7 separate regions of the Mus musculus genome follow, and all the other regions are linked to region 1. The links are chromatin contacts, called in public HiChIP or PLAC-seq, capture Hi-C and promoter capture Hi-C maps. All regions are on one chromosome and are shown on one strand. The core of a region is the stretch at or near the end of the contact, and the rest is flanking DNA. Distances in the headings are between cores, read along the strand shown. Region 1 holds the start of Mtss2 (MTSS I-BAR domain containing 2). Region 2 holds the start of Zfp612 (zinc finger protein 612). Region 3 holds the start of Tle7 (TLE family member 7). Region 4 holds the start of Calb2 (calbindin 2). Region 5 holds the start of Rfwd3 (ring finger and WD repeat domain 3). Region 6 holds the start of Mlkl (mixed lineage kinase domain-like). Region 7 holds the start of Marveld3 (MARVEL (membrane-associating) domain containing 3).

Region 1 (2,873 bases), core at 111-2,610:
TGGCACTCGATGCCCACCTTGCCACTGAAGCTTTCCCTGCCTAGTCAATTCGGATCAGCCTCGTCAAACACTGGCCTCTGGGGGTCAGGGAGAATTCAGTAAATTACCAGATGGATAATAATGGCTGAGGTCCCGAAGCAGGATCCAATGGTCTCCTTATGACCTTGAGCCATTCGCAGGCCTCAGTTTCCCCATCTGAACAGGGTGCCTGCTCAGTCTGACCTTGAGTGATCAGGAAGGGGGGGTTGCTGAAAGCGCTCCCCAGGTTGCTTAGCCAACACACAGCCTACCTCCTCCCCAAGGTGGATTCAGTCCTACCCTTGGGCTGCAGGGAGGACCCCACCCGAGGATTGGAGTAATGGAGCTTGCTGGATCTGTTGGTGTGTGTGTGTGTGTGTGTGTGTGTGTGTGTGTGTGTGTGTAGGTGGGGCTGCATCCATGCAGAGGCCCGAGGCTGGCGGGGCAAGAGTTAACAGTTCTTTGCTTTATTATTTTTTTCCTGCTTTGGCGGTGACAGCATTGTCTGGGCTTCGGGGCGTCGGGGGTATGTGTGTGTGTGTGTGTGGGGGGGCACTGTGGTGAAAGGGGGCGGAGGCCCGAGAGACCTTGGATCCGTTAAAGGGCCTTAAAGGTCGGTCCTAAAGATAAACCCAATTCATAGTTTGGGGGTCTGGGGTACCGAGTGTTTGCGGACGCTCAGCTTTGGATCGGGATCCTACGGGGCGACCTCTCGGACATCCCAACCTGCGAGCACTCACTCCCACCCTTCGGACCCAGACAGGCATTGGGCGCAAGGCGGGCGCAGGAGGACAGGCTCAGATGAAACACACACACACACACACACACACACACACACACACACACACACACACACACACACACACACACTGCCCGCACACACACACACACACACACACTGCCCGCACACACACACACACACACTGCCCGCGCGCACACACACACACACACACACACACACACACACACACTGCCCGCCACGCGTCCCTCAGAGGAGACCCGTATGCCCGGAGCTTGCCCGGGGTACCTTCATGTCGTTGACGATGGCCTGGAAGAGCCCGCCCAAGGCGCCACACTCCTTCTCCGCCGTCTCCATGCTGGGGCCGGGCGCGCGGCGGCAGGGCGCGCAAGGGGCGCGGGGAGCCGTGCAGGGGAGGGGCCGGACCGCCGCGGGCGCTGCTCCGAGGCCGCGCCGGGGCTCCCTGCCTCGGGGCCGCGCTCTCAGCGGCCGGCCGCGCCGCGCTCCGGGGTTGCGGGCCGTGGGCCGGCAGCGCGGGCCATGGCTCGGTGGGGCTGGGGGCGCGGCGCGGGCAGTTCGCGGCGCAGCCTCGGCGCGGGCACTGGAGCGGCGGCGGCGGTAATCCGAGCCGCCGAAGCTCGGGCGTCACGTGGGCGCGGCGGAGGGAGGGCCGCGGGGAGGGAGCACAGGAGGGGGCTGTGGGAAAGGCCGGGCGGGCGAGGACCCATTCACGGCCAGAAACCAGGGCTTTGAAATCCGAGCTCTGGCGCTGCCAGACTGGTCCGGCAAGAGGGGCCGGCGGGAGCGGGCGCCGCCGCGGGTCGGGGCGGCGCAGGGGCGGGGCCGGGCCAGCCCCCCACCCTCCAGCGGGAGCGGACCCGGGTTTGCACCTTCAAGGCCTTGGGCTCGACCAAGATGAAACCCGCCAAGGATGCAGTCCTTAGTGCATCCCGGCCTGATGAATAGCACTGAGCATCGTGCAGAGGGGAACGGGAACTGGCCGCATTGGAGCTGTCCACCACAGACCATCCATAAAGTCCAACCCTCCTGCACAAATGTCCTTCAGTTCCTTTTCTAAGTAGTACCGGTGTCACCTGGATTGGGGGTGGAAATAGTGATGGTGTCCCGGCCCAACTTCCTCGTGAGTAGGGTCTGTGTTGAACCTGCAGAGTGTAGTGTGTGGGGATGCACGCGTGTACACATGGGAGGGCAAGTACTGCTGTCGTCCAGGAGACTCCAGGTGAACCTATTCTCATGGGGCACACATAGTTAGGGCTCCAGGGGAAAGCAGGCACAAGCTCCTGGCAACTAAAGGGCCGCAGCAGGCAACTAGGGTTCACCAGAACCCAAAGCCAGGTGACAGACGCGGTTCTTTGAGCTAAGTCAAAGATTGGGGCATTTATCTTTGATTTCCTCCCATTGCTCACTGCTCTGCAGTGTTCTGCTGTGCCATTCCTGCTTATGGGGACATCCACATTGCACAGGGACTCAGAAAGCAGGACTAAGGATCGAGAGTAAGGCCAGGAGGAAGGTACTGGTCCTGGGAAGAATTGGTCCCTGGATTCATATGGGAATCAGGGCTTAGAATGAAGCTGGCTTTCCAGGATAGGTGAGGCCCCAGGGCAGCTGCAGCATCAGGCTTGGCACAGGTGCTAGCAGAGAAGGAGCAGGCAGACTTGATTAAGGATTCTGTGATTTCTTTATTGGGGCAGGGATGGACATCATTCTGTAGAGGTCTTTGTGCTGGCCTGTGTGCATTTCCACACAGATGTACATATGCACACACACCATGCCAGTGCTCTGGGGCCAAGGTCAAGCTCTTCTCACAGACAGGGATTAGAAAGAGGCTGCTTCTGGATTCTGAGGCTGTAGTCCCGACTCAGGAGAGAATCCATCGGTCCCAGGACAGAGTGTAGCTGACAGTGCTGGGGTCCAGGTGCTCTGCTGGGAGGAGCTGAGGCTGACAGAGCCAATACCATCCCCCTCCCTACCCTGGCTGGTGGTTGGGTCCAGCCCTGCTGGAGGCAGGTTCTTAGGCTCCTTGTGGCCTCAGCTTAGAGACCCTGAGTGCTTCTTAGGCCACTAGGGCCCTTTTCCATGCTAGGCACATCAGAGG
Region 2 (3,155 bases), core at 154-2,653, 640 kb after region 1:
TCCAGGCGACTATATTCTACTCATAGCTAAATTCCCACAAACAAAACAAAACAAAACCCTTTGTCCTACGTTCTACATCTTGAAAAACCTAGACTACAAAAGGATTTTTAAATGTTTCTACCTCTTCAAATTGCAGGAGTTTCCCCAGCCATTTTCATTATGACTTATTTGGCAATTAAAAAACTATCAGGCTGTAAATTTTCCTCTGGCTCAGAATTAACCCTTGACCAGGAACACTCGATGCCAAATGTGTTTGGAAAACTCTATATCCACATCAAATCTTAAAAATGTCTACAAAGGGGGTGCCCAGGAAGGGGGGGTGTGAAATGAATCAAATGCATTCTACATTTGTATGAAAATTGCCTGTGAATAAAAAAGCTTGAAAAATGTATTCCTATGGATATTCTCATGTGTAGGAGACATGCACAAAGTATCCATCGTCAGCACTATTTGTGATGCATAACCAGCCTGAAAACAACCTACCCATCCCCTGAAAATACAGCTTCTGTATTGTTTTTATAGCTGGACCTTACCCAGCTGACATAGACACTACTTAGAAATTAACCAAGTACTCAAAAACAACAACAACAACAAAGCTTAAACTGTTGCATATGTATACACTTTTAAAAAAATAGGCTGTGGTAAACACAAAATTCAAAATAGTTGTTACATCTGAGGGTGGGAAGAGTCTGAGAGTCAGATGAAGAACGAATACACTGATGGATGCAGCATAAGGACCAGATTCGTTCTTATCTGGCTGCGCATAGGTAAGCATCCGTTACTTTTCTTTCTCTTAAAACTCTTTCTCTGTGTCTATCTCTGTCTCTGTCTCTCCCTGCTCCCCACCTTGGAAAAATAAGTGTTTTGGCTACGGTTATAGCCGTAAGAGACCTGCATCCATCCAAATGTCGCACTGCCTTCTACGGGGTATGAAATAGCAGCAATTCTGAAACTAGTCTGTGTGTACTCTTGCCATGTCGTCATCTTGTGTGCATGTGTGGGGCCTGACGTCGATGCAGCAGACCAGGCCTTAAGCTCGCTCTGTCCCCAACGGCTGAGAAGTGGCCCTGCTTTCCCTGCGGTGGCCCCGCGCCCTTCACCCTGCCTGGAGCCCGGGACAAGCAGTACACACCTGCAGGGCCGCGGCGGGTCAAGAGACCTGCGATGTCACCTCGAGCCGCTTCGCCCCCGCACGCAGCTACCCCTCTGTGAAGTGACACAGCTTCCCCGATCCGCCACCTGCTGAGTTTTCTGGGTCTGACAATGGTCGCCACTCAAGCGTCACCGCTGTGGACACGGAGACTTGGTGGCCCGCGAGGCTGGCTGCGGGAGCCCCTGCGTGCTGTCCGCCAAGACACACCGCGAACCGCAATGGGTCCGCACTCACCTGCGCAGCACGGTCCGCGCGCGGCCGGAAGTGCGTCACCGGCCCGACCCCGCCCCTCTAGGAGTGCTGCCCCCTCCCTCTCTGGGGTGCCCGCCTGGCCTCTGCGGTTCTCTGTCGCCTAGGACTCAAGCTCTTTGTCGTGGGCCATGGGTTCTGATGTCTTAGGACCCTTACTCCTGGAGTACTGGATAGACCCACCCGAGAAAGGCCACCCGAGTTTATGTCTTGGTAAAGCTGGAGGTGCCAGCAGGTGGACTGTGCCAGTGCGTCACAGGCTGGAGGACCCAGGGTCCACTTTAAAAATAAATGTTATGTAATGTCATGCAGGCCTGCTGCTGGGCCTTGATTGCAGTTGTTCTGGAAGCTGAGGCTGGAGATGGCGCTTAATGATACACTGCTTCTCGGGCACTCTGGGTTCAAAAACCAGGACAAATAATAATAATAACAACAACAACAACCTGATTTCCTACCATGAAATTCATAACTACCTGCTGTTGACACAAGAAAACAACTCTTACCTTAAAGGGGATAAGAGATAGTTTATTCTCAAACCAAATTTAAGTGATCATAGCCCAGGAGCCCAGATTTAGGTTGCCCCAAATTCCACGTTCCAACGCGGAAGCAGTTTTATAGTTTTACAGATCAAAAAAGTCCTAAATCAAAGTTTAAGATATATTGGTTGGGCCGGGCGGTGGTGACGCACGCCTTTAATCCCAGCACTTGGGAGGCAGAGGCAGGCAGATTTCTGAGTTCGAGGCCAGCCTGGTCTACAGAGTGAGTTCCAGGACAGCCAGGGCTGCACAGAGAAACCCTGTCTCGAAAAGAAAAAAGAAGAAAAAAAAAAAAAAAGATATATTGGTTGGGTGCATCAGAGAGGTCGGTACAGCAAGATAGGGGTCGCCTTTCTATATTTCAGATGGATGCTATATGATAACCTTCTTGGCTTTTGTGTTGGTGGAAGTCAATGGCCTGTTACAAGATCCCAACAGGTGTTTAATCTATATTACAGGATGTTAGTTCTTACAGAAAAATAAGCAAGAAATGGTTATTCAAAGTGGTAACACTGGCCCAAAATAAGATAATTAGCTAGCCTTGGCACCTGTAGCATTCCAATATCTCAACAGCACTATAGTTCAATGAGTCAGTCTCTGTAGACATGACTTCTGTTCGGGAACTGAAAATTGGCACTGCCTAGAGACCCACAAGTAATACATAGTAGAGGATACATGAAAATGATTTATAGTAACAACACTACTTTGGTCTAATGGCATACATATTTGCCATTGTCCCACATGGAATTCGGATGTCAGAGCCACAGAGCTCCTGTCTTTCGCTGGTGTTTCCAAAAATCACAAGAGCATGATCTAAAACGGTGAATGCTCTTTTGACAGAGTTCTGAGTGAAACACAGAATGGTTTTTCTCTTCATGATGCTGGAGTCAGATTCCTGGAATTGCTACACGCGTTGTCTGAGTCCTAGATTCTGGCCAAGGTTTTCACTTACATAAATGACTAGTCACACACTAGCAAGTCTTCCTCTGTAGCCAAGACTGTCTTACATCGTCGGCTTTGTGGCACTTCTGACTTTCACCCACAATGCTACCCCTCACCATCACCATCAAAGGTTAAAAAAAAAACAAAAAAACAAAACAAAACTTACCCCACACAAAGTCCCAGAATGAACCCTGGGGGACATTAGACAGTACTAAAAGCTACTGGGTTGGACCCTCTTTACAAATTCTCCTTCCTGGACATGCTCCCAAAACCCC
Region 3 (3,110 bases), core at 605-3,104, 620 kb after region 1:
AGGCCTGAAAGTCCCAGTGCCATGAGCCTCCTTCCTCTCCATCCAGTGAACTCCAGGTACTTTGGCCTTGGTTTCTTGCCTTTACAACCCTAGAAGGGCCAGTCAGCTGTAGATGTCCCCTTGCCCAGGGAATACAGTCAAATGATGTCCGTGGAAGCTAAGGTGTACCCCAGCTGGTGGGTTAACCCCTAGGTGGTACCAGAACCAAGAACACTGGCCTGCAGATCTTTATTTGAGGCTATGCCTGAGTGTGAACAAGTATGAAGCAGCTCAAATCTAATTTCCACCCATAAGGCCCTTGGGGTTCCTAGGTAGTTCACTAGAGAGCTATGCTCAGAGCACTGACCCCACCCCACCCCACCCCTACCCCTCTTCAGTCTCCCAGTGCAGGTGCTTCTCTTTCAACAAAGTGCTCCAGAGAGAGTCACCTAGACATTTGTTGATGAAAACGTATAAAGGAGAAAATTCACAGGTACCAAACACTTCCTGCCTTCCTCATACAGTGCGGGACATCTGCAGTTCCAAGTCCAAAGAGCAGAGGGCGGTAAAGAGTAGGCTGAGGTCACAGAATCGGGGGTGGGGGGGGGGGGGGTCGGGGAGGAGACACAAAAGAGAGGTGACTTTTGCTCTGAGCAGTGTACAATAGGGTCCTTCCAGAAGGAAGGGACGGCAATGGGCCAGGTCCCTTCTCACTATTCATCTCCTCCATATTCATCTGGTCCTTTGATGTCACTGGGGAACTTTCAATTCTCCAAGCCTTATCGGGCCTCCTTTCAGACAAGCGTGATGATGGTGATCGCCTCTCACACAAGGCGCTCTCCTTTCCCACCCGGAGGCTGAACACTTACATTCCGAATCCTACAGTCCAGTTTCTGTCCAGAATTCTCCGTTTTCTTCCTAGGGAGCTTTGAGCTAAGCCTTGAATTGTCACTATCAGGGTCTTGGGGGCGACATGCCTCACCGCAGCCCTTCTCCTGAGCTCCTCTGACTGGGAGCTGGTTCATCACTAGACTGCTAGCCCTCTTTAAAGAGGACGCGGTGGGCTAACCAGTGCGCTCCCGTCGGACACCCCTGCAGCCCTCTAGTCTCCGCCATCTCTTCAGGCTCCCCTAGGAGACGCTGGGGACATTTTCCCACCAGCACCTCAGCCCCAGCTGCTGTGGGGTCCTGGATTTGAGGCAGCTGGCGAAGGGCTTCTCCTCAGGTTCCGAGCAGAGAAAGAGCCTTCGTGTGGCCGAGGGGACCCAGTGGCCTCACGCTGGTGACATGGCAACTATTTGTTTCCCGCCTTGCTGGAAGCGGCCAGGCGAGTTGCTCCACTAGGAGGCAGCAGGAGCGAAAGAGGATTCCTAAATGGCTGCTTTGCCGGCCCTCCTCCCTATGCAGGTCACCCCCAGACCCACATGTAGCGCTCATGTCCCTGTCCCCTTGCACCAGACGCCAGCTGCAGGCCCAGACAGCCCTGCACGAGGCCCCCACTCTGAGAATGGCGTGGGAGGGGGGATCTGTGCAGCTGGGTGCATGAAGCTCGGGCCTGTGCTGGGAGGAGCCCTCGGAGGCCATGCCCTGGTGACAAATGGGTGGTCCCACCCTGGGTGAGGGAAAGACAGGAGGACACACAGGGATTGACAGCGACAGACTAGTCTCTTACCGTGACTGGTTGCGAGTCTCTGCTGGGGGGACCCGGGGGCCGCCACAGGAGACACTTGGCGCAGTGTGCAGTTGAGGGAGGCTTCCTGGAGGCTGGGCTTGGACGGAGGGTGGGTGGGATTTCCGCGGCCGATAGGGGGTGGGAGCCACACCTCAAGAACATGTCAGCCATTTGAAGACCCGCCCTGCTATGGTAGATGAAACTGGAGCAGGAAGGAGGCAGACGAAAGAGTAGGCCGATGACCCCAGCGCCTTCCCAACTGGTCCAGGCCTCAGCACGGAGCCGCCCCCACCCCCACCCCTATCCTCCCGGGAGGCCTGGAAGGTGCTCTACCTGAGCTGTAGTGTGTGGAACTAAAGGAAACTGGGTCCTTGCCCAACCCAATGGCTGCGTGCTTAGCCCCCCCCCCGCACCCCCCCCCCAAAAAAAAGGCCAAGATCAGCTCCTCTCCCGTCGTCCGATTCTTGACTAAGCGGAAGGGGCTGGCAGGCATTCTGGAACAGAACTGAATGCTCTTCGCTTTCTGGTCAGGCAGGACAACAGACCAAAGTGGGAAAGTGGTCTGGAGGGTGGGGAGATTTCAGAGGCAGAAAGGCTGGAGAAGGTCTTCCCAGATGCCCCCTCTCAGACTCAGGTATACCCAGACATTTTCTGGGGGGTGACGGGTTTTGGACGGGAGGGTCCCCTCCACTCCTGGGACAGATGTACTGATCCCTACAGAAGGAGAAAAGATTGTAACAGGTGCCCATCTGGGTTTAGAGCTGCAGGTGAGAAATGTTACAGTGTAGAAAAAGAAAAAAGTCTTTGAGCCAAGGCTCCTCCTTTGTCACTGTAAGGCATCTCCTGGACCTGGGCAGCTGTGGCTGGGGTACTCTGTCTGGTGAGGAGGCTCAGTAGAGGTTTGGCAGGTGTCAAATAGCTTTCTTCACCTGCCGGTCTTAGGGGGTCTGAGCAGAGAGGTGAGTCCTGGACAGTAACAATCCTGCAGGGAGGGGGGAAAATAACCACTGGCCATCAAAGCACAGCCTTCTGGAGGCCCTGGGTCAGCCACGTCCTCATACTGGCCAAGACTCTGAGGCAGAGTTTACACAGGTGCCCACTGGTGGCAGATCTGGAACGTCAGACCTTCTGACTTAAGTGCTCTTGGATTCGAGCCTCGATAGTACATCTGCGTTGAGGGAGCAGAAAGCACATCTTGGGGTCCACGGCTGTGAGCTAAAGACGGGTGGAGTACTCCCTGGCCATCTGTTGTGAGACAGACTGTTTCCTGTGGACCTAGCGCCACTCCTGCCTTTAGGGTGTTCAGGCATGGTCTAGCACCAGGCCAGAGAGAAAGGACCAAGCAAAGCTTGTTCAGGTAGGTGGGTTCACAGGAGGTTGGGGGAGATGGGAAGAGAAAGAAGCCTTCTCTAAATGGTTTTCGGTGTTACAGCTTTCTTTATTCGGGGGTAACAAGGGC
Region 4 (3,135 bases), core at 534-3,033, 550 kb after region 1:
ACTTCCTCTCTGGATCAATCCATTGACAGGTCCATAACTGAATACACTGAAGGAGATAGGACTAACTGGGAGGTAACAAGTCATTCGAATGTCCATGGAGGCTGTGTCTTGTTCTCTTGTCTTCCTCCTCTCCTTTCAACTCCCTCCCTCTTTTTCACTTCCTGGCCACAAGATAAGGAGCCTTCTCCCCCCCACAGGCCCCCACCATGACATTCTGCCTATGACAGCTCCCTTGAACAATGAACCAAATTTGCCCACAGACTGAAACCTCTAATAAACATTTTTACTCCTTGAACTCGACCTCCTCTGGTATTTTACCATGGCGATGGAAAGCTGACCAGTGCTCCCTCTGATCAAGGAATCCTTTCCAAGCTCACCAGAGAGCACAAGCATAAAGGACAGGAACACAGACTCATGTAATCCCCAGAACAATCCAAGATGTCAATACCCACACACCCATTTTACAGACTCGGAAAGCCAAGGCACAGACAGGCTGTGTAAGCCAAACAACGTTGTGGAGGTTTTGTTGTTGTTTGTTTAGGAACTAGACCCGAGGAGTTTGATTCTATTGCAACTGTTCTTTAGGACTGAGCCTTCTTGCCTTCTCGAAGGCAAGACTCAGGCTGGGGGACTCTAGCTTAGTAATTTCTCAGCCCTGGCAGCAAGGAATGCTGGGTTACAGAAGCCCCAACAGTTAGCCTATTTTGCTGCGTCTTTCCCAGTCTGTTCTTGTAAACAACCTCAAACTGTGTGCCTGGGCAACACACCAGCAGTTTTGAAACTTGGGCTCCATGTTGCCCTTTGAGGTTAGCTCCGAGCTACCTCAACCTGACCCCAGGAAACAGCCTGCTCTTCTCCGCTCCCCCCCCTCCCCCCCACCCCACCCCGGGTTCTCCTCTCCCCTAGCGACCTGCTTTAGATTCTCACCTCCTTCTCTTTTGCTCTCCCTTCGAAGGCAGCTCAGCTAACACTCATTAGCACATGTTAATGAGCAGCAATTCAAGTCTCTGTCCTTCTTTTTAGGGGCAGGGTGCTTGCTGTTGCTCTGAAGGTAAGGTGTCCAAGAAGCAAGCACACACTGCAGACCTTTAGAGTAGGGAGGATATGGGACGGAGGCTGGCTCTCTGATTGAGGAGACCCCACGGTGTGCTGTGCTTGCTGTCTGTTTTCTTTAACAGAAGTTCAGCACATCTTTGGGTCAGAGTTTACCGCCATCTACCTACGGGACTACGGGAGGCTCCAGTCTGCTACTACCTGGATAAAGGTCTAAAAGTCTGCAGGATGTGACAGATACCGGAGGGAAGTGGGTTACTGAACAGTGGAGTAGTTCCTCCATTCCCATCTGAATCCTCATTGCACCTTGTCGATTCCAGTTGTCCACCTACGGTAAAACCTTGAGAACCCTGCTTTCCTGCAATCCTGGTACCCCTCGAGGGAGTCACAGGACAGGAAGAGTTCTGGGCTCAAATCTTAGCTTTGCTACTTGTTAATAATGCTATTGCTGCGACTAGAAACTGGGTGTGCTCAAGATGGACAGAGGGAAGGGAAGGCAGGAGCTGCCTCTCCCCATTTCCAGCTAAATACCTGCGGTGTCCCCGGAGGGCACCCAGAAGTCTCATTGAACACTCTCTCCCGGTCCCCAGGAACCCTGGCAGAGAAGAGCCCCCGCCCGTGCAGCGCCGCGCCCTGCGCGATTCCCTGAGTGTGCGCGCCCCCTTCCGGCGGCCCGACGCGGCGCAGCTCCGGGCTGCATATAAAGGCAGCGTGGCGCGCAGCCCCAGCGCGAGAACCAGAGCCAAGCGGCACCGAGTGACAGCGCGCTGAGAGAGAGGCTTAAGATCTCCGGAGCGGCTCGCCATGGCTGGCCCGCAGCAGCAGCCCCCTTACCTGCACCTGGCCGAGCTGACTGCATCCCAGTTCCTGGAAATCTGGAAGCACTTTGATGCTGACGGTCAGTAAAGCTCCCAACTTCTGGGCCCCTTGACCCTCGGGGACCTGAGCTTGGCAAAGGGGTCAGGGGCATGGCTCAATGCGGGTAGGTATGCTTCGCCCCCAAGTGGTTTGTTCTGTGGCAGAGCCTGCTGGGGTCTTGAGTTCGGGGAAATGCCCGGCTGCCCTGGTGGCAACTGTCAGTAAGTTTTCCCAATGCAGGGTGGCCAGGGCCCAGGTTCTGAGCAAGTCTGAGCGTTCCCAGAGAGGAGGCCTAGGCAAAAAAAGGCTCCCATGACACATTCCCCTGCCTCCTTCCTCACCTTTTCCTTCAAGCTAACGCCCTGCTTCCAGTCCCGTAGCCACAGGTCTCCAAACCTCACTCTCCCTTCTTGCTTCTTACCCCCATCACCAGTTTCAGAGGCTCGAGAAAGCTGAGCGTCCTGAAGGGAACCTGGGGGGAGGGGGCGGCTCCCCTAGCCTGGTTGGCCAGGAGCAGGAGTAGAGGATGCATTGGGGGCTTTTTTTTTTTTTTAAACAAACCAAGGCTTTCTTTATCTATTTTTTTTTAAAACCCTACCAGTATGTGGGTTTCCCAACTACAGCAGCAGCGGATGTGGTGGGAGGGTCCTGGTATTAGCCCCCAGCCTGCTACCTGGTAATATAGATTCCTGGGTACCCTGTGAGTCTGTAGATGGGGGTGGAGGGGAGTGGTGTCACACTCCAGTGACCAACACTCCACTACATGGTCTTGACAATGACCAACCCAAAAAGTGAGGTCCAGGTGAATGGTTTTGGAGGTGGCTTCCAGACCTGGGATTCTAAGTGTCTACAGTCTTATCTGACTCAAATATAAAAGAGCACACACACCACCCCGTCCCTCACCTCTCCTCTGTTCCCACCCCCCAGCTTCTGATATTGCCCGAGACTTTTCTATCACTCAAGAAAAGAAAAGGAAAAAAAAAATTCAATTCACCCTCCAACGCCTGGCTAAGATGAACACCCAGAATGCACTGGCATCTCAGACCTGTTGGCAGGGTGGTGGCTCAGTGGCCCTGTTTATCCCGGGACTGAGAGGGAGGGGGCAGGGAATAGTCTTATCGGTTAGCAACTCCCTACATTCTCTCCTTCCTCTCCGAATCCCCTTGGTAAGGTATGAAAGTGGGTGCACAGAGGTCCTCTGCTCCCAGTGTCTGCCTTGGCAAG
Region 5 (3,125 bases), core at 184-2,683, 580 kb before region 1:
TTTCTGAGTTCGAGGCCAGCCTGGTCTACAAAGTGAGTTCCAAGGCAGCCAGGGCTATACAGAGAAACCCTGTATCGAAAAACAAACAAACAAACAAACAAACAAAAATCCTTTCTCCTTATTTTAGCCACTCGGGACACCAGCAGCAGCTTGTTCTGATAGCAAGAAAAGGGAAAGGATAACTGTCGGTACACGGGGAACTGAAGAAGTGGCTCACAGGTAGAAAACTGGCTGCTAGTCCCCAGGCTCCGTTCCCAGCACTTACTTATTTTCTGTATATGAGTACACGGTTGCTGTCCTCAGACACACCAGTAGAGGGCACCAGATCCCACTGATGTTTGTGAACCACCATGTTCCTGGGAATTGAACTCAGGACTTTTGGAAGAGCATTACAGTGATGTTAACCACTGAGCCATCCCCTCAGCACTGTGAAGAGGGCTTTTGGGTTGTTTGTTTGTTTGTTTGTTTGTTTAAAGACCTTTAAGTAAGATTTCCTTCTTCAGAAACATGTTTGGAAAATCTTACGTGACAATTTATATTTCCAAGCCATTTATCATAGTAGTTTTCAAGTTGAAGACATTGTGCAAGATTTAAAAAAAAAATTTTTTTTTCCGACCATTGCGGACAAGTTGCTCAACCCAATGAGAGACTCTACAGGCTCTGGAACTCTGGGGACAAACTTTTAAAATCATCGATAAACTCTTTAATAAAACCTTAGGAAGAAGCAGGGGAAGTCACTTTTAAAGAATTATTTATTTATTTTATGTATATGAGTACACTGTTGCTGTCTTCAGACACACCAGAAGAGGGCATCTGATCCCATTACAGGTGGTTGTGAGCCACCATGTGGTTGCTGGGACTTGAACTCAGAACCTCTGAAAGAGCAGTCAGTGCTCTTAACCACTGAGCCATCTCCCCAGCCCCCGGGAAGTCACTTTTAACATTTTCTTTCTTTCTTTATTTTCTTTTCTTTTTTTGGTTTTTCGAGACAGGGTTTCTCTGTATAGCCCTGGCTGTCCTGGAACTCACTTTGTAGACCAGGCTGGCCTCTGCCTCCCTGAGATTAAAGGCGTGAGCCATCACCGCCCGGCCACTTTTAACATTTTTCACTCTCAGTAGAAGAGGAAGGGGAAAAAAAAAAAAAAAAAAACCAACTCTCTTCCTCAGGGCTTCTTCCCGCCGAACAGTTCAAAGGAAGGGGCGCGAGATGGCGGACTCCGCACGACTACCAATTGCAGGAGGCGCCTTGGCCGGAGGTTCTCGCCCAGAAATGTATCAAAGGCTGACCAATGAGGGCGCCACTATTTCAGCTGGCGGCGACCGACGGAAGAAGAAGAGAAGAGATTGGTCGCCGTCCGCAGTGGCTGGCCAATAGGAGCTCGCCGAGCCGCGGCTCCAGCGGGGGCGCCTCAGGGTCCAGAAGAGCTGCTGGGCGCGGGCGGAGCGGGTGCGCAGTAGGGGATGCGCGGTAACGATGGCCGAAGTCGCGGTCGGCCAGGCGTCCGACTTGGTCCCCTCAGGTGAGGCTGCTCCCTGCTTCTTCTCCGCCCTGGGGGCCTCTGGATGCGGGTGGTGGTCCCTTGCTCTGCGGCTGCTCACGGGGCCCAGCGAGGTGGGCGGAGGGCGCGCTGGGAGCTCGGCGGTCTCCTTCGGTCCGGCCTGAGGACCTCGACCTTCTTCCTCCTCCTTTCCTGAGGAATGGGGGGTGGGGGAGAGCTCGGGAGGAGCTGAGACGGGGCTCGGCTCGCACCGATTGCGGACCCTCCACGGAGTCGTTCTCCGGGTGCTTCCCGCGCGGGTCGAGCCCCGGTGACTGACTCTTTGACCCTTGTCGCTCGCTGTTTTAACTTTTATCACCGCAGCGGAACTGCGACCGAAGGATATTTTCATTCTCCTCTTCCTGCGGGGAGGCGGGCGTGGGCAGACAGGTTAGGAAACTTAACTTTGGTTCCGCAGCTACTAACAGGGCGAGCCTGGATACGAACCCGGGTCTGACTGAATCCCCGCGGGCTCCCGGCGACCTGTTTATTGGGGCAGCCGTCGCTCCCGCCTTCTGTGTTTATCGAAACCAAAGCTTAGCAAGGGTGGGGGGCAGAGGTGGAGTTCACGGTCTGAGGGCCGCTGACTTTTCGGGGCCATCGGACTAGCGTTTGTGTCACTTAAAGAAGGGGCTCATACGAGCACGAGCCCAGGATTTGGGGAACGTGTTTTGTTTTTGGATGTGTGTGTGTGTGTGTGTGTGTGTGTGATTGAGGAACTAAATTGTAAACTTTAAATAGCAGCCTGTAAGAAGCACTGTTCAGAGAGGACAGTTAAGTGCATCTAGACCTAACTTAGGCATGCTTATTTGTGACAGTCCCCCTCTGGAATCCGGACTGCTCTCAAACTTGAGGCAATCCTCCTCTCTCTCTCTAATGATGGAATTACAGTTTTGAGGAAATATGCAAGGAGTATGGGGGGGGGGAGCTATTTTTAAAAGATAATTCTTGTGAGGATGTCGTTAAACTTTAGAGCCATATTAAAAGCATCAGTTCACATATTTTTGAGTAGTGAAGAGCTTAATTTTTAAAGCCTATCACCTTTTTTGCATAAAAATTTAAAATTGATAAGATTCTTTTCTAGAAGTCTGCTAGAGTTTTAGTAGTGAACAGCTCCTGGTATATTCTTGATTGTAGCTTTTGGTTTATCATTTTGGACTTTTTTTCCTTGTGTTTTTGAGAAGTGGAAGACACGATCAGTATTATTTAGCACCAGCAGTGACAGTCAATGGATGCTGTGTGAACTTCACTGCTGTTACCTTCTAGTTGAAATCAGAACTGGTTGCTCTCTAGACATGCCATGGAAGGAAGTTTTATTTTAAAATACTGAACAGTGCTAAAAATTAGAATAAGAAAAAAAACCTGCATTTATTACTCAGGTCTAATGAATCTTAGACTTTATTTTTTAGTTAATTAAATTTATTTCTTAAGGGCTGGAGAGATGGCTCAGTGGTTAAGAGCCACTAACTGCTCTTCCAAAGGTCCTGAGTTCAAATCCCAGCAACCACATGGTGGCTCACAACCACCCTAATGAGATCTGATGCCCTTCTTCTGGTGTGTCTGAAGACAGCAATAGTGTACTCATAT
Region 6 (2,842 bases), core at 203-2,702, 620 kb before region 1:
GGGGGCTGGCTCGGTGATAGGGAACTTGCCTAGCAAACACAGAATCCTGGGTTCAATCCACAGCACCACAGAAAAGAAGTGTGGTGGTGCACTTCTGTTATCCCAGGATGAAGGAGGGGAGGCTGGAGGACCAACAGTCTAAGAACACTCTTGGCTACACAGTGAATTCCATGCCAGCCTGGGCTACATGAGATCTTGTGGGGAATGTCTGTGGGGAGAAAGGGCAAAAAAAAAAAAAAAAGAGAGAGAGAGAAAATGGAGCAGGTGCAATGGCTCAGTGGTTAAGAGCACTGACTGCTCTTCCACAGGTTATGAGTTCAAGTCCCAGCAACCACATGGTGGCTCACAACCATCTGTAATGGGTTCTGATGCCCTCTTCTGGTATGTCTGAAGACAATGACAGTGTACTCACATAATATAAAATAAATAAATCTTTAATAAAGAAAAGAAGTGAGAAAACAGGTAAACTAAGCCCCCCAGACATCCCTGAACTATGTTGCCTCAAAGTAAAATGTCTCCCCATACAATTTATTTCTATTCTTTCCCAGCTATATAGCATGAGTCAGCCAACGGCATTTTCTTCTTTCTTTCCTTCCTCTTTTTAAATTTTGTTTTAGTTTTATTTTTGAGATATATATCTCAACATATATCTGAGTGTGTGTGTGTGTGTGTGTGTGTGTGTGTGTGTGTGTAGAGCTTTAGCGCTCTTGGAACTGGATTTGTAAACTAGGTTGGCCTCGAACTCACAGAGATCCTGAGTGCTGGGACTCAAGGTCTGTGCCACCACCAACTAGCTAATGAAAGGTTATTTCTTATACTAGCTAACTGGGGGTATAACTGACAAATAATAAACTCATCTTGAAAAATAACAAAGTTTGGAGATGACCTTAGAAGGGGAAAAAAAGGAACTGACCCCTACTTGGGTAACTTCACACTCCCTTAAACTTCCTCCATTACTCTCCATCCCCTGCCCCAGGATTATTCAACACAAAGCAGCTAAAGGAACCGCCTCAGCACTTCTACGGGTTACCTCCATTTTTATGTATTTACCGGTGTGGTATGCATGCGTTTGCGTGCCAGGGCCAGTGCACACGTTGAAGTCAGAGGACAAGGCCTTTTGCCTCGAGAGAGGAAAATGACTCAGGACATCCGCCTCACTTTCGTTTTCTTTTTCTTTTTCTTTCTTTTTTTTTTTTTTTAATTATGCTGAAGTTCCAGGCTATCCCTTACACTGGCTATCAGGGCTCTCTGCAACCTTATTTTCTCAACCCCCAAATTCAAGACCTCAAACAGAGAACCTGGGAAGAGTAACTATTTAATGGATTTGGGGAAAGAATCAGCCAACTAGGGGCTTCAACTGGGAGCTGTCCAGAGAGCGGGTGTGGGAAGCTGGCATATCTCCAGTAGGAGTAGAAAGCCGGGGGAAGGCGTGTCAAACTGGCCGCGGCTTCCGGAGCAGAACTCTGGACAGAAATAGCTGTCGGACAGGTTGGTTTTGAGGACTCTGCTGGAGCATTGCTGCGTTGGCCCAAATTTGACTTTAGGCGGGAACCGCGGCTGGTGCGGAGTTCCTCCGAGAGGCGAGAGCTTTAAGGTTGCACCAAGGGAGGGGACTCAGGACACCGGGGACCTGCTCCGACCTGGCGTGCATTGTCAACGAGGCAGAAGACCGCGGTCCGGGAGCGGCGGGAGACTGATGATCCTACAGGAACTGAGCGCAGGATAGACCGGACGAGCGCCCCTCGGAGATCACGTAGAATCCAGTGAGCTGTAGCGCGGCAGGAGGAAGCAGGAGAATCCCAGAATCACAGATTGGACTTCCTGGAACTTAGGGTGAGTTGGTTTCGATTCCCTAACTAAATTGGGCTGTTATTCTGCTGAGATCTCTGCTGACCTTTTTTTGCCCAAGGAGGATGGAGATCGAGGAATGGCATTCGAGGAAAGGCAAAAGGTGGGGACTGGGGACCCGCCCCGAGGTGCCCAAGTCGTAGAGTAGATGGGTAGTCAGTAGGACAATTAATTTCCAGCACAGACGATTACGGGGGTTTGGGGTAGGGGTGGGGGAAGCGGGGACTCAGGACAGGGTTTCTCTGGGTGGCTCAGGCTGCACTGGAACTTGGAACTTGTTCCGTAGACCAGGCCGGACATGATCTCAGAGATCTGCCTGCCTCTTGATTGCCAAGTGCTGAGACTAAGGGCATGTATGCTCCACCATTACTCAGCGGGATTCCAGTTCTTAACTATGAACGCCCTCTTCCTTTTCTGGGGCCCATTTCACGAATAATCTAACGTAAAGTTTTTTTTTTAAAGGGCATCTGATTTTTTTTAGACTATTTATTTATTTGTTTATCGAAACAGGATCTCACTGTGTAGCTCTGGCTGGCCTGGAACTCACTGTATAGTCCAGGCTGGGGGGGGGGGGGAGGATATGAGTAATTAATATATTTAGTAGTGCTTCCAGATTTTTCTCCTTTGCTCTCAGACATCCAAGAAAGAGCCTTGACGACTTGGGCTCACCATCTGGGAATGGCTGGGCCCCGAGATCCATTGATTTTTCTCTAAGAGCGTCCTGACAGGCTAGAGAGATGGCTCAGCCATTAAAGAGTACTCTGACATTAATGCCTGTGCCTCCTGCCCAGGAATCCTGGGGACAAGGAAAACTAATTACTCACATGCTTGATTTCAGTTTGGCTGCTTTTTCACTTTTTTTTTTTTTTTTTTGGTAAGATTTAGATTTATTTAATTTGTTTTATGTGAGTACACTGTTGCTATCCTCAGACACACCAGAAGAGGGCATCAGATCCCATTACAGATGGATGTGAGCCACCGTGTGGTTTCTGGG
Region 7 (3,160 bases), core at 54-2,553, 760 kb after region 1:
AGACAGTTAACAGCTCTTTTGCCAACGCCCATTCTCCATGGATGAGAGCCTCAGAGGGCGATACTTCCAGCTTCCATAAGAAATGAAATGCCAAGAGCTTTATACAAAGCTCAGGAAAGGCATTGCCTGCGGCCATGACCCTTCCTTAGAGCTCACCAGAGGGTCACCTCTTTGCCCTGCTGGAACATGAGCGTCCAGCCACCACGGTGAGTGCTGTAGACACAGGAGGTGTCACCAGATTCACATATGTGGGGATACAGGAGTCAGTTTCAGTCTCCAACTCGGCCCATCCTTCCTGATTCCTCAATTCTACTCAGAGCAGAGCCTCACGTTGTCTTTCTAGCACGTGTCCTTGTTCCCATCCAGTCTTTACGCAAACTGGAGCACTATCTCTGTCCAAAACGACTTCCCTGCGAACCTCCCGCACCTGCTGAGTCACGTGCTCCTGCTCACTTGCTGACCCCACTAGCAGAGCCAGTTTTCTGGTTTTTAAAAAATGTTCTTGGCAAAATTAAAGGCTACTAATAACGAGTAGAACAGTTCTTTTCTTTTCTTTTTTCTTTTAAGTGTTTTATAAGTTTGGGCTGTAACTTCTCTGAGGAGGGAGAGGACCCGTGGGTGAGAGGCTGGCTGAGCGGGTAGGTGGATGTGTGGCTATCTGACTGTGTGGGTGGATGGCTGAGAAGAAGGGTGGATGATGAGTACGCTCTGGGGAAGCAAACTCAAGACGCTTTGTAAGTTGGTCGACAGGAAATCACCACTACTGGCTTCATTTGGGGGAACTCGTCATAGCTGCTAGGAGTGAGGTCACCCCACCCAAGTTTAGATCAATGGAGTTACCAACTCCTCCCCCTAATGAGCTCTCTATCGAAAAGCTCAAATCCATGCCCGGAACTGTATTAGTGGGTTTAATGATCTTCGTTTGGGGCTGGGAATATAGCTCAGTGGTACCATGCTCACCTAGACATGCAAGGCCCTGGGATTCAAACCCAGTACCATGAAAGTAAAGAAATAAATGATTGGTCTGGCGTCCTAATAGCTCTAGCAAGAGACAGCCTTTGAAGGCTGAGCTGATTTGGTCACATCCTTTTGCCTGCTCCCTGGGCCATTTCCCTTTGATAATCCTATAAAACCTAGGACTGACATCTATTTCAGCAAGAATCCACCTCCCACTCTCCAGCCCTCGTCCACCCCACTCCCACCCCCATCCCCTCTGGCCGCACCACGACTGCCCCCTGGCGGCCAGTGGCAGGTGCGCCCTCTCCGGGCCGCTGGAGGGCAAGTGCGCGTGCGCACAGGTGAGCTGTACCGCCCCGTCCTTGAGCTTGGCCACCTGCCTGGGAAACTTATGGTTGGTTGTCGCCCTCGGATCGTTTCCGGGCGGGGACAGGAATCCGGCCATGAAAAATACTTCGGGGCACCGTGAGCCCCGGACCCGTCCTAGAGAAAGAGACCCGGACCGGCGCCCGCACCCGGACCGAGACCACCACGTCGAGCGGTCGCGGGACCGAGGCGGGGACAGGCACAGGGAGAGGAACGGTGACGTGAGAGGAAACGGGGACCGTCGGGCGGGCCGGGAACAGAGAACGGACCGAGACCAGCGCCAGGACAGACACAGGGACGCGGGCCATCGCGCATCCGAACAAAGAGCCTTGGAGAAGTCCCGTCAAAGCCGTGCGCGGCCCGAGCCCTGGGGACCCAGTTGGGACGCAGCCCCGACTCCGGGACCCGCACCCTGGGGGCCCCCAGAGCTGTCGCAGAAGCATGGCCTCGGGCGCCGCGGGTTGGAGAGGTGAGGGGTGCACCTGCTAGGGACCAGGGACCGCCGAGGGTGGAGGAGAGATGACATAAAAGAAAAAGTGGGAAAGCCCGAGAACCAGAGGAAGGAGGAGAGTTTCAGGACTGAAACTGGAACGGTTTAGAAGGCTAGGTAGGTGGGGCTAGCCGGAGGGCCACAGACTCTTAAGTCTTGTTCCCTAGCCTTCCCTCTATACCTTTCAAAGTCCAGCTTCCAGGTTGGGGGGGGGGCTGAATAAAGTTAGCCCAACGAAGAGTTAATAGTTGGACTCGCTCTTCCTGACAAGGCTATGTATGCGCAGCAGACTGCTAGCAGAAGCCGCCGTTTTAAACACGAAACTAAGCCCACCTAAACGTTCATTCTCCGGTGATGTGTAACAAAGTCAGTGAGGTCTTTCTCAGCAGCTTGTTTCAGACCGTAGGTTTGTTTAAACCCCACCCTCATGAATAGACGAACTTGGTCTGTAGGTCCCGAAATTCCCCTGTGTCTTTGAAGGTTTTGTGAATGAGGGTGGAAAGGACTAGCAGGGGACCGGTCGTCATACCCCCTCCTAGAGACTCAGCGCGCCATCCAGTTGCACAGATGTGGAACCAGGCTCTGGGGACTGGGTAAATAGAATAAAATAGGTGTCCCTGAGGGCAAAAAGTGTGTGTGTGTGTGTGTGTGTGTGTGTGTGTGTGTGTGTGTGTGTGTGTGGTTGTCAAAACTGTGCATTCTTTTCCCTGGAGACAACTCTTCTAGCTGATGATCCCCAGCCTCTGCCATTAGACTTGGAGCCTCTGCCATTAGACTTCCACACATCAGGGAAAGCTGCTATCATGAGTTTATGTTACATTATCTAAAGCCAACTCACCTCGCGAAAGCTGCGCCCAGATTTGGGCTGCTCTTTCGGTCTTTGACACTAGCTATTGTTTCCCTGGCTGCACCCATCTTGGACTGCAACCACAGGAGTAGAAAAACAAGAGGTACATTTGTGCGTTTCCTCTTAAAACCAGAGTCCTCATTACCCCGCCTCACCCCAGAGTGAATAAAAGACATGCAATTGTTCGTGGCTTATTTAAAGGTTTGAGGCCAAAGGGCAGCTTCTCTCTGTCTGCTCTCCTCCTAAGCATTTATTGGAGGGAGGGAATGCAGGGACCCGCATGCAGTAACTTACTGTCAGCGTTCAGAGACTGACTGGCAGTGAAAACAGCCACCAGAGGCTCAGGATGCCAAGGAAGGTGACCTAGAGCTGAGTTCTGTGGAAGGAAGACAGAAGACAGTAGAAGGCGATTCAAGTAGAAAAACCGCTTCCTCTGTGCCCCAGAAGCCTGGGTTCTTTAGTGGTGAAGGGCAGCTCACTGCGGCTGGCTCGGTACGCCT

The links. Promoter capture Hi-C pulls out the DNA fragments that hold promoters and counts their contacts. HiChIP or PLAC-seq counts read pairs in DNA pulled down with a chosen protein or histone mark. Capture Hi-C pulls out chosen DNA fragments and counts their contacts.
Region 2: a contact with region 1 is called in a capture Hi-C map of embryonic stem cells, with 2.9 times the contacts expected there. The contact joins the promoter of Zfp612 here to the promoter of Mtss2 in region 1. A contact is called at or near these places in 3 of 39 promoter capture datasets (embryonic stem cells, frontonasal cranial neural crest and hippocampal neurons), 2 of 115 datasets of contacts at active chromatin or transcription factors (SST interneurons and forebrain) and 1 of 9 other capture datasets (embryonic stem cells).
Region 3: a promoter capture Hi-C map of the HPC-7 cell line shows a contact between it and region 1. The contact joins the promoter of Tle7 here to the promoter of Mtss2 in region 1. A contact is called at or near these places in 5 of 39 promoter capture datasets (the HPC-7 cell line, cranial neural crest, embryonic stem cells and 2 more), 5 of 115 datasets of contacts at active chromatin or transcription factors (SST interneurons, astrocytes, embryonic forebrain and 2 more) and 1 of 9 other capture datasets (embryonic stem cells).
Region 4: an H3K4me3 HiChIP or PLAC-seq map of embryonic forebrain shows a contact between it and region 1, with 5 times the contacts expected there. The contact joins the promoter of Calb2 here to the promoter of Mtss2 in region 1. A contact is called at or near these places in 4 of 39 promoter capture datasets (cranial neural crest, frontonasal cranial neural crest, hippocampal neurons and 1 more), 4 of 484 Hi-C or Micro-C datasets (cortical neurons, embryonic stem cells and palatal mesenchyme), 7 of 115 datasets of contacts at active chromatin or transcription factors (differentiating embryonic stem cells, embryonic forebrain, embryonic hindbrain and 4 more) and 1 of 9 other capture datasets (embryonic stem cells).
Region 5: a promoter capture Hi-C map of embryonic stem cells shows a contact between it and region 1, with 4 times the contacts expected there. The contact joins the promoter of Rfwd3 here to the promoter of Mtss2 in region 1. A contact is called at or near these places in 4 of 39 promoter capture datasets (cranial neural crest, embryonic stem cells and liver), 1 of 115 datasets of contacts at active chromatin or transcription factors (embryonic hindbrain) and 1 of 9 other capture datasets (pancreatic islet).
Region 6: a contact with region 1 is called in a promoter capture Hi-C map of liver. The contact joins the promoter of Mlkl here to the promoter of Mtss2 in region 1. A contact is called at or near these places in 3 of 39 promoter capture datasets (liver and pre-B cells).
Region 7: an H3K4me3 HiChIP or PLAC-seq map of embryonic forebrain shows a contact between it and region 1, with 5 times the contacts expected there. The contact joins the promoter of Marveld3 here to the promoter of Mtss2 in region 1. A contact is called at or near these places in 1 of 39 promoter capture datasets (hippocampal neurons), 1 of 484 Hi-C or Micro-C datasets (cortical neurons), 5 of 115 datasets of contacts at active chromatin or transcription factors (astrocytes, embryonic forebrain, embryonic stem cells and 2 more) and 1 of 9 other capture datasets (pancreatic islet).

What each region holds. Positions count from the first base shown.
Region 1 is chr8:110,719,963-110,722,835 of GRCm38.p6, reverse strand. Mtss2 (MTSS I-BAR domain containing 2) reads right to left here and starts at 1,360. Exons shown (of 14, transcript NM_198625.2): 1 at 1,046-1,360. The coding sequence starts at 1,114. Vac14 (Vac14 homolog (S. cerevisiae)) reads right to left here. Exons shown (of 19, transcript NM_146216.3): 19 at 2,438-2,873. The coding sequence ends at 2,867.
Region 2 is chr8:110,077,982-110,081,136 of GRCm38.p6, reverse strand. Zfp612 (zinc finger protein 612) reads right to left here and starts at 1,403. Exons shown (of 5, transcript NM_175480.4): 1 at 1,133-1,403.
Region 3 is chr8:110,100,076-110,103,185 of GRCm38.p6, reverse strand. Tle7 (TLE family member 7) reads right to left here and starts at 1,854. Exons shown (of 10, transcript NM_001370839.1): 1 at 1,652-1,854. The coding sequence starts at 1,822.
Region 4 is chr8:110,166,860-110,169,994 of GRCm38.p6, reverse strand. It overlaps Calb2 (calbindin 2), which reads left to right and starts at 1,783. Exons shown (of 11, transcript NM_007586.2): 1 at 1,783-1,951. The coding sequence starts at 1,858.
Region 5 is chr8:111,298,530-111,301,654 of GRCm38.p6, reverse strand. It overlaps Rfwd3 (ring finger and WD repeat domain 3), which reads left to right and starts at 1,433. Exons shown (of 13, transcript NM_146218.4): 1 at 1,433-1,520. The coding sequence starts at 1,475.
Region 6 is chr8:111,336,815-111,339,656 of GRCm38.p6, reverse strand. Mlkl (mixed lineage kinase domain-like) reads left to right here and starts at 1,452. Exons shown (of 11, transcript NM_029005.3): 1 at 1,452-1,833.
Region 7 is chr8:109,960,348-109,963,507 of GRCm38.p6, reverse strand. Marveld3 (MARVEL (membrane-associating) domain containing 3) reads left to right here and starts at 1,303. Exons shown (of 3, transcript NM_212447.2): 1 at 1,303-1,792. The coding sequence starts at 1,401.